2 separate regions of the Danio rerio genome follow, and region 1 is linked to region 2. The links are chromatin contacts, called in public Hi-C maps. All regions are on one chromosome and are shown on one strand. Each heading gives the region's core, a stretch centred on a gene start, on an enhancer-like site or on the middle of the called end of the contact. The rest is flanking DNA. Distances are from core to core; before and after follow the strand shown. Region 1 holds the start of adamts6 (ADAM metallopeptidase with thrombospondin type 1 motif, 6). Region 2 holds the start of cwc27 (CWC27 spliceosome associated cyclophilin).

Region 1 (5,271 bases), core at 1,237-3,736, 370 kb before region 2:
AGAATGAATTGTGTGGAACCCAGCATTTTTACAGTGCATGACCATATAGCTATTACAGCTTAAATTGTTATGCAATCTAATAAATTTGAGTTGTGAGTGAAAATAATAGATGTCTAACAATAGTCAAAAACTAGACTATAATCATCAAAAAAAAAAAAAAAACAGATTCAGACAGAATCCAACTGATGACTTTATTTTGCTGTTGCTTAATATCTACTAGATTTTATATTGACAGCCCAAATGCAGACTTTAGCCAAGATGTCTACCTTTAGAACTTTAGACACCTAGATGTATATTAAACAAACAAACTAACAAACAAACAAACACAAATGTTTTCTGAGAGTAGACATGACTGCAAAGAGATCCAAATTCTATTAAAAAAAAAAAAACAGCAGAGCAAGCAGTGATGGAGAATGGTGAATACAAACTGCACAAACTGCTTTGACTTTAAAACCTCTTTAATTTACATTAAATTCTCTAAAGGCAAAGTAAAATTTTTTACAAAGTTTCACAAAACTATTCGATCACCAAACATCACCAATTGAAAAATAGCATATTCTCTTCACAATTACAGTAACGTACATAAAGCTTTACTCACACACATCATTTTAATTTTAATTAAAGTAAATTCCATGTGAGTTGATAAAATGTATATTGCAGTCTAATCCTGGATTTAACCAATGCACTAAAAAAATCTAATTGTCTATCTTTACCCCTTTCAATTGCCATTCTGTGAGTTTTCCAAATTTTCCAAAATTTTGCTTGAGCAACAACAGAATTAGCCACAATACAGCTCTTTCTGTGTTCTTTAGAATACACACATAGATAAGAAAAGTATCTCATTAAAAATAAAACCAAGGTATACAATTAATATTTCCAATAAAGCAAATAATTTCCGCTGTAAGTCCCCTGAGCATTTTGGAAGAGGGCTTTTATAAAAAAGCCTTGGCTAATTGAGTCAGTTCTTACATCCAAACCATAATTCACACAAGCTTCAATACTGGCCTTATTTAATTAAAAAAAAAAAAAACAACCAAAACAAACTTTTTTGGCATGTTTTAATCAAAACAATTGGAAGAACATGGAAGAAAATTTAGCACTTTAAAAAAACATTAATTAACAGGTCCCGTATTTCATAATTTACTTTTTTTTCTGTTTATTTACAGTTGTGAAGTGTACTATGGAATGTTGATTTCTACTCTGTGGACATTTGATGATGAAAATGCAACTGTGCATTTTATAAAACTGCATTTTATTAAAGTGACTATTACTTAAGTTTTAGTGGTTTGAAACAATATATTGTATAAATAGAGCAGAAAAAGTACTTGCAGTTTATTAGCAGGTTTTTGTAATGTAATTTACAAGAATAAACCAGACAATATATCACATTAAACTATTAAATTACACTTTTTTTAACTTTTCAACATCAAAAGTTGTTAGAGGAAAGATCATATCACAACACAAATAAAAATCTGCTGTGTAAAAACCTGCTGGATAAGTTGATGGTTCATTCCGCAGTGGCGACCCCAGATTAATAAAGGGACTAAGCCGACAAGAAAATGAATGAATGAATATTTCCAGTGAGCATGCTAAAGTTTAAAGTTTAATGGTTAGATGTTATATGGATCTACGGCCATTTCCAGACTCTCAATAATCTTTCATGTCAGTAAATTATTAACAATCTTTCAATCAACAATGAATATGTTTAGACTAAAAAATAATAACAAAATGAAGTTGAAATACACACTGCATGGACAGTGCAATGTGAACATAACAGTAAAGCAACGCACTGTCTCAAAATGGCCACACGGTGTCACTCTAAACTAGTAAAAAAAATGTCTTCGCCTGACAAACATCTGTTACAACGGAGTTAAAAGAGAATGAAATCCCAGATCTTCGAAACACCAGACGATAACTATTTGTGTATAGCTAATGACATAGGCTAATATTTGAATTGTATACAGGCTATTGTTATAGGCTAATAACAAACAGTATTCCTCTTGGCTTATTGTCTGCATGTCTTACAGGCAAAAGAATACACCTGTACTTTATTTAGCCACAAGTTTGTCTTTACGCAGCTAAATAAAACATTGATACACATACATACAAGACAATGGTTATAGAATAAAGTAGCTTGACCTTACAAACCAAAACAAAGCCTACATGTCAAGCTTAGCTAAATAAAATTAACGTTAACGTTAGCCTACTTCAATTTGTCCTCGCCACACTGCCGTTTTTGTGAGTAATGTCAAAATAAGTTCGTACAAATAACTCGAAAAATTTGTAGACTTTTGTCTTTCCGTCATGGTTCAAGTTCACGGACAAAAATGTGGCCAAATCATTTTATCAAACAGTTTAAATAGTTACCAAATTCTTACGTGTTTCACCTGACGGTCGGGAGTGCGCCGCAGGCACGCACATCTGCAATGACGTCATGTCGGTCCTCCCCGTCTCTCTCGTACTGCGAGTGTTTGAGTTCTGGCTTAAATCCGGCTTCACTAATAAAGGCTGCAAGTCCTGCATGCGCACCGGTGCATTACTGTTATTATTCATCTCTGGTGAATCAGTGATCACGAGAGCCACCAATAAGCCATCTCTGGACACGTTGACATTTAAACATGAGCTGAGTTGCACAAACTTTTTAATATTTTGTAAATTATTTTTTTTTCATTGCATTTCTGATGCAGTGAGTGAGTTTATGAAGAGTTTTTCCCCTGTACAAGGACTGCATTTGTTGGCATGAGAGATAAAGAGAATGGCTTGAAGCTAAAGGAGAGATTTACTGAAGAATGCACTGAAGTGGATTTCAAATGAAGAGTTCTACTGTCTGCAAAATATGAAGACGGTAACTATATCATCTCTTACAGTCTTTCAGACAGTCTGGACATTCCCGGTGGAGTGTACACAGAATATATCAATGCATAACAATATAACGGAATCTGTTTTTAATAGTAACTCCTCTGTGACTGCTTTATCTCAAGCGACAACTTTATTGAAATACACTTCATCAAGCAGATAAAAAGAGCAAGAAGACTCGGTGTACATTTGTAGTCTTCTCATTGGTCTTTTGTGTTTTTATTTCAGCGGTCAGTGTAATAGTGTTGGGCAGTTGCCAGCTGTCTGGGTCAGACACGTTTTAGACTCGAGCTGCTGTCTGGAAGAAGCCGCTTTATACTCATGAATGTTCGTCTGCACAGTTGCCGCTTCAGCTTCTGCTGGTAAGAAACGCACGCAAAAAGAGCTGACGTTTAGGAAATCTAGCCTATCTGGTGGAACTGGGCCACTTTTCTGCTTGCTGATGTAGAGAAAAGCCGGCATTTGATTTGATGTTCATCCGGTGAGCTGCTTCTTTAATTGCCTTAGTTTTATTTTTAAGTGGAGCTGTGGAAGTCGTGCTGTACAATCTTGCTTGACTTTATTGTGAGAGATATTGTTGTTTTTTAATGAAAAGACTTATTGTATTTTACGTTTTGAAAGGATACAGCCTTTTTTGCAAATAGCCTTGTGCATATATTGCAGATATAAATAATGATTGATATAATAACCGATAAATTGATATGGACTGACATGAATAGACAGATCAATGAATGGATGGACTGACATTAGATAGATAGATAGATAGATAGATAGATAGATAGATAGATAGATAGATAGATAGATAGATAGATAGATAGATAGATAGATAGATAGATAGATGATGGATGGATGGATGGATGGATGGATGGATGAATTCATTCATTCATTTATTTCCAAGATTGATTCATGAGATGGCATTTTTACACATGTATTGATCAAAAGAGAGTCCAGACTATAACCCTATTGAGAATCTTTGAATAGATAGATAGATAGATAGATAGATAGATAGATAGATAGATAGATAGATAGATAGATAGATAGATAGATAGATAGATAGATAGATAGATTCATTGATTCATTGATTCATAAGTTGATTCATTAGTTGATTCATTGGTTGGTGTTTCGATAAATAGATCCAAAGCTTTATGATTGTGTCCTCTGGTGAACATAAATTATAATGATTTGGGAAATGTCTGTTATCTTTTTTTGTCTATACAATGGAGTTAGTATTCATCAGAAATGTTTGGTCATTAGCATTCTTCAAAATATCTTTTTTTGAGAAATGCATACAGATATGGAACAACATATAGACGGACAAATCCAATTCAAATGTTGACTACTGTATTTAAGTGTTCAAAAATATTTGCCAAATTGTAGTGTATCATAGCTCTGCACCTGTGGTTATTTTTATAGCACACTTGTGTGAACTAAACAGACCTAATGCTCTTCAAAAGTCATCAAGCAATAGGAAAAAATAAATAAATAAATAAATACATTAGTTGAAGTTAGTGCTGGCAAAAAATGACACTTGGTTACTAAGCACTGTAAGAATCACGCATTGATCTTATTCAGATGTTAAGAGTCTTGAAACTGGTGGAACTTGTAAGTCTGATCATCCACCGGTCGAGTTATTTGCAACAAGTTTTTGCGGCATGGTTTCATGCCTTGAGTCGGAAACAGGCAGGGCAGCTAATAGTCAAGTGCAGGTGTTAAAATGATAACCTGAAGTTACTGCATCCCACTCAACACCAATGAGCTCACAGTTATGTATGTGTGTGTGTGTGTGTGTGTGTGTGTGTGTGTGTGTGTGTGTGTGTGTGTGTGTGTGTGTGTGTGTGTGTGTGTGTGTGTGTGTGTGTGTGATCAAAACCTGTCCAGATGTTACAGCAACAAAACCTGAAATCTGCTTTTGATGTTTGATAAGACGAATCATGATTAGGATTTGCTGTTGAAACATTGCGCTCTGTCAGAATGTATTTTAAGAGCATTTTATTACAGGAGAAATTGGCAATTTTCCACTGACAGCTTTTTTTCCACAACTCATTCATTTGCAGGCAAGCAAATGGATAGTTCGGCACAAGTTCCTAATATAGATCTGCTGCTCTGGAATAACATGAAGGGAGTCGTTATGGATTCTTGCCCTGCTCATGGCTGACAAAGATGCAGGCTTGAGTCCTTCCTTGAGACTTCACCTTTAGGAAGACTTCTAAACCTGGAATTAACTGTGGACTTGGGATTCTAGTGTATCGAGGATGCTTGTCACGGGTGTGTTATGGTGCGAAGCTGGATTGACCGTATCGCTTTAATCCACTTGTAGCCTCCCCCTACCCCCACCCCATGTCAGATCTTCCCTAAATTATGGAAATTTTTTGGAAGACGCTGACTTGGATATTTAGCCTGGTTTTGGCCGCTGCT
Region 2 (4,914 bases), core at 2,150-4,649:
CCTCTGTGGATCGAATTTTATGTGGGTTAAGAGGTCGCTCATCACCATCACACGCAACATCTGCCAACCTGAGCATGTTATACACTGTATCTCCAGTGACCTGCGGCCAAAAGAGCAACATAAAAAAACAAAAACAGAATTTTGACACATTATGTGTATGAAAATAGAAATGAAAATGTTATTTTTTCAGAAAAAAATTTCATGTTATATGGTTGTATATGATATATGGTTTTTTTTTGGTGCAATAAAAATAACACTACAAACCCTAAAAACACTTTAATGTGTCATTATTTTTAAAAAGTCACCTTTCCAAAAATGGTGTGTTTGTTATTGAGTTCATCTGCTCGTCCAAGAGTAAAAAAGAACTGGCTCCCATTATCATGAGGTCCTGCGTTTGCCATAGCAACCAAACCCCTCCGATTGAATCGTAATCTGGAGTGAAATTCATCCTGAGTTGGGAAAAAACAATTAATGACTAATAGCATTTGTACACAAAACAAAGAAACACTCACTGGCCACTTTATTAGATAAGCCCTTTTATCTGCTCACAGAAATTGAATCTCAATGCATTTAGGCATGTAAATGTGATCAGTAGGATCTGCTGTTCAAACCAAAGCTCACAGTTTACTGTAGTAAAACCTAAAGTATACTACAGTATTTATTAGTTTATTAGTTCATTATAGTAAATGCTACAGAATGCTGATAGCATTCATTAACAAATTTGTATTATTCTTTGAACTATTATAGAGTATTAAATACAGTTATATTTAGTATAATACATTTCACAATAGTATCATTCAAAAACACTACGGTATTCACTATAATTACTATAAGTATTTTTTATAAGTGTAGACTGCTATTCAGTTTGAGGTAAAAGTGTTAAAAATATGTTATATTAATAATAACACAGGGACAACATTTCTGTTTTGATTCAATTTCATTTTAAGCAAATGCTAATTAGAATCAGTGGACTGCTTATATGTATTCATCTAGACTGAAGGACATTTTCTGAACAGAGAGAGTATTTCATTCTGATCTTCTGATCACTGAGAATCCATCCCCATAAAACTTAAATACTGTTTAATAACACTGTTTTTACTAATATGACTTAATTATTATATTTACAATAACATTCCATTAATAAGAGGCTGCTCTGTTTACGAATCGTAAACTGGTGATCTGAGACCTTCAATCTGGACAGATTTTAGTGCATAATTTACAACAATTCGTCTTTTTTAAATTGTCAACTGATTTTAAAGAAATGTTATATTAAATAAAAAAAGTGCATGCATACAGCTATATTTGGCTTGTTTCAACATTATTTATATAAAAAGATGGCTTAGAAATAACTAGTTTTAATTTCCTGGCCAGTAGAAAAACATCATAAGCTTTTAAGTTGTCGATCACAATTAGGAAGAAGGGGGATTTTATGAATGTGGCATGGTTGTTGGCGTCTGAGCATTTCAGAAACTCTGTAGCTGATCTACAGGGATTTTTAACAAGAAAAAAAAACATTTCTAGGGTTTACACAAAATGGTCCAAAAAGATAAATTATCCAATCAGTAGCAGTTCTGTGGGTTACGCATCCTGTCACAAAGCTCAGATCATCTCAAGCTGGTATCTTTAACATGACAGTGAGTCTCTAAACTCAAATGACCTCCACAAAAACCAGATCTCAATCCAATAGAGCACCTTTAGCATGTGCTGAAAGTGGAGATTCACATTCATGTGAGTGTATGCCAAAAAAATGTCAATATGGACGAATCTTTCTACCACCTTGTTGAATATACCACAAAGAATTGAGATATTAATAGCAAGACACGCCAAATTTACTGAGGTATGAGTGTAATTGTTTTCTTCAAAAATAACTTGTAGATCATCAATGTAATTATACAAAGCACCCAATGATTTACAGAAACAACAACAACCTTAAAAGGCCGGCCGTAGATAGACTCCCCACCAGTTCCAGTGCCTGTCGGATCTCCTCCTTGAACTATGAACTCTGGCACCATACGATGGAAGATTGTGCCATCATAGTAACCTTAAAAACAGGCAAAAATGCAAATGTCTATGTATGAAGATGACTTGATATGATGAATAGTGCAAAAAATATTATAATAAAATCATTGCCTTTTATATGTGCATGAGTTTGTGTGTGAATCCACCTACCTTCCATACACAGCTGAACAAAGTTTCTACATGCTTTGGGAGTTTCCTTAGACCAGAGCTCTATGTCTATGTCACCTGCAGAGGTCTTCAGCAAGACCTGTGAGAAAACACCAGTTTAGTTCAAAGGCTTTATTTACTGTAAAGCTTTACACTATAACAGTTTGTTTTTTTCAGTGGAAAAACTGTTAATAGAAAAAACTGCTAAAATAAACATACAAAGCCTTTATTATCACATCTAATGCATAAAATAAAACTAAAGAGATTTAAATGGATCTCATAAAATGAAGCATTTTATTCATTCATCTATTTCGGCTTATTCCCATTATTAATCTGAGGTCGCCACAGCAGAATGAACTGTCAACTTATCCAGCACGTTTTTATGCAGTGGATGCCCTTCCAGCCGCAACTTATCTCTGGGAAACACCCACACACATTTATTCACACTCATACACTACGGCCAATTTAGCCTACCCAATTCACCTGTACCGTATGTCTTTGGACTGTGGACCCACACGAACGGAGGGAGAACATGCAAACTCCACACAAAAACGCCAACTGACTCAGCCGAGGCTCGAACCAGTGACCTTCTTGCTGTAAGGCGACAGTACAACCTACTGCGTCGCCGAAGCATTTTATTATTAAATACATATTATTGGGAGATTTAGAATGACAACTTAAACACTTGTGTATTATTTAAGTAGTCAGATATATTATATTATATACACATTATTAAAGATCACTATTAAAGAGTAAAGATCTCACCAATTTAAAGGTTTTTAGAATTTCACCCTGATGAGCTGTATTACATATGAGAATATTCTTTTATCTTAAATGTACATGTGTGTAAACCTTTTCATTGTTTTTTTCGTTTTTTTAAAGCATTAGTTTAAAGGTTTAATAAGCCATTCTGTTTCTAAAATACGTGAACAAATGTATAAAGGTACTAACTTGCTTGTTCTCGTAAAATACTGATTCGTTGCATAATTCATAATTAAAATGCAAGTAAATAAAATACTTAAATTGCAAGCAAAATCAGACTCAAATTAGTGTATATGCAGTATTATATATCATGAATATGATTTTGAGATATGGAAACTCACCTTTCCATTAGTTGGTGGCTCTTGAATATATATGTTGCTCATCTTTAGTGCGTATTATTGGAGTATACTTCCCTCACCACGGTTTCATTGATGACAGAGAATGTACAGAATATGCGCAGATGTTACAAAAACATAAGAAGCACGTCTAGCCGATATAAAGTACCAGAGTATGTTCTGTTTACAAGCGCTTCATGTCACGCCGCCGCAGAGTTTCGTTCATTCGTCATGCAGACTTTGTTCGGCCTTATCGCCCCCTATAGTCTCGGAGTAAATATAAACGTACCATTTAGATTATAGAACATTGAGAGACAGATTTTTATTTTTACAAGCAATCATTATAATCAATATGACCATGTTTTATGTGTAAAGTTTAAAACTTCAGGGCACATCACGAAAATAATCTCCACTTATATTGTCGTCTTTGAATTATAGCGTGTAGTATAGTATTGTAGTGTTGGCATTTTTTAAAACATTTTGTCCTGCGAGTGAAAATTGTGTCTTTCTATTCAGAAAAATGTATCCCCAAAAATTGTTGCTTAAGCCAATATCTCAAAATTCAGATAAACCATAAAGATATGGCAAATTATCTCTTATCGTGACAATATTTATTGGTTTTCAGTGCAGCATCTTGCGTTTATCTTTTTAGCGCTAATATTTCGTAATACATTCATATTTTTCATGCATCTATGGAAGGGATTAACTGTTCTCCAAATGGTACCATAGAGCACTCGTTCACTTTCCACCCGGACTCTTTTACCAGACGGATCGGTTTTGTGTTTTGAAAAGCGGCGGACGGAATACGACGAAAGTTATCATTTCTATCTATTTATAATCGAGTACAACATGGCTGCCCCAGGTATACTTTTGTGGGTTTGTCCATAAGCATTGCTGATTGTTGTTGATATGCTACTTCGGGATTATTCTAGGTAGTAACACTGCACGATTATCTTCGCTCGTCTGGACATTCACATCGCACACATTTACCTAAATAAAAGACTGTTGTTCCTGAATTCCTGAATGTTTTACATTTACAGTTACGGTTTACTGATTAATAATGTTTATAAAATCTCATGACGACGCATTATTTTAATTCTACATACTTTCTTTGATATTGTTTTAAATGGTGAGCTAGATGAATCCATTATGAAATATGATCAATACAGAATATATGTAACAATGTAAATGACACTTTTAAAGAAATATAAATTGAATTGAATGTCTTTTTATGAACAGGTCCAAATAAAGACAACATCAGAGCTGGATGTAAAAGATGTGGCTATCGTGAGTATGGCAAAAACATAACTTTACAGTTGACTTTGTTTTTGCTTTTTTTTTTTGTTCTGTAGTTTCTTTCCAACAATATTTCAGTTTATAAGTAGATTTTTTTTCTATATTTCTGCTTGTAAATAAATAAAGATAATGAATCATAGTCCATCTATCCATGTACCATCTTTCTATCTACACACAAATCCACAGATAAATATATACATAAATACTTAATTGAAGTGTTGTTTGGATGGCGTTTTTTTTTTTTTTTTTTTTGTCTTTCTTTACACAAATATATATTTAAAGTTTAATTTACGTTTACTTTTGACAGTTTTTCTGTTTATCTACAAAAATACATATTTTAACATTTTCATATGAA

The links. Hi-C and Micro-C count contacts between places; a contact is called where the count stands out from the background.
Region 1: a Hi-C map of hematopoietic stem cells shows a contact between it and region 2, with 4 times the contacts expected there. The contact joins the promoter of adamts6 here to the promoter of cwc27 in region 2. A contact is called at or near these places in 5 of 18 Hi-C or Micro-C datasets (caudal fin, embryo, fibroblasts and 1 more) and 3 of 4 datasets of contacts at active chromatin or transcription factors (caudal fin, embryo and gastrula embryo).

What each region holds. Positions count from the first base shown.
Region 1 is chr10:12,420,456-12,425,726 of GRCz12tu, reverse strand. adamts6 (ADAM metallopeptidase with thrombospondin type 1 motif, 6) reads left to right here and starts at 2,486. Exons shown (of 26, transcript XM_017358010.3): 1 at 2,486-2,845; 2 at 3,085-3,218; 3 at 4,911-5,271. The coding sequence starts at 5,215.
Region 2 is chr10:12,055,166-12,060,079 of GRCz12tu, reverse strand. It overlaps cwc27 (CWC27 spliceosome associated cyclophilin), which reads right to left and starts at 3,399. Exons shown (of 14, transcript NM_201103.1): 1 at 3,270-3,399; 2 at 2,170-2,266; 3 at 1,929-2,041; 4 at 306-449; 5 at 2-100. The coding sequence starts at 3,311. srek1ip1 (SREK1-interacting protein 1) reads left to right here and starts at 4,015. Exons shown (of 5, transcript NM_001037672.2): 1 at 4,015-4,125; 2 at 4,503-4,550. The coding sequence starts at 4,113.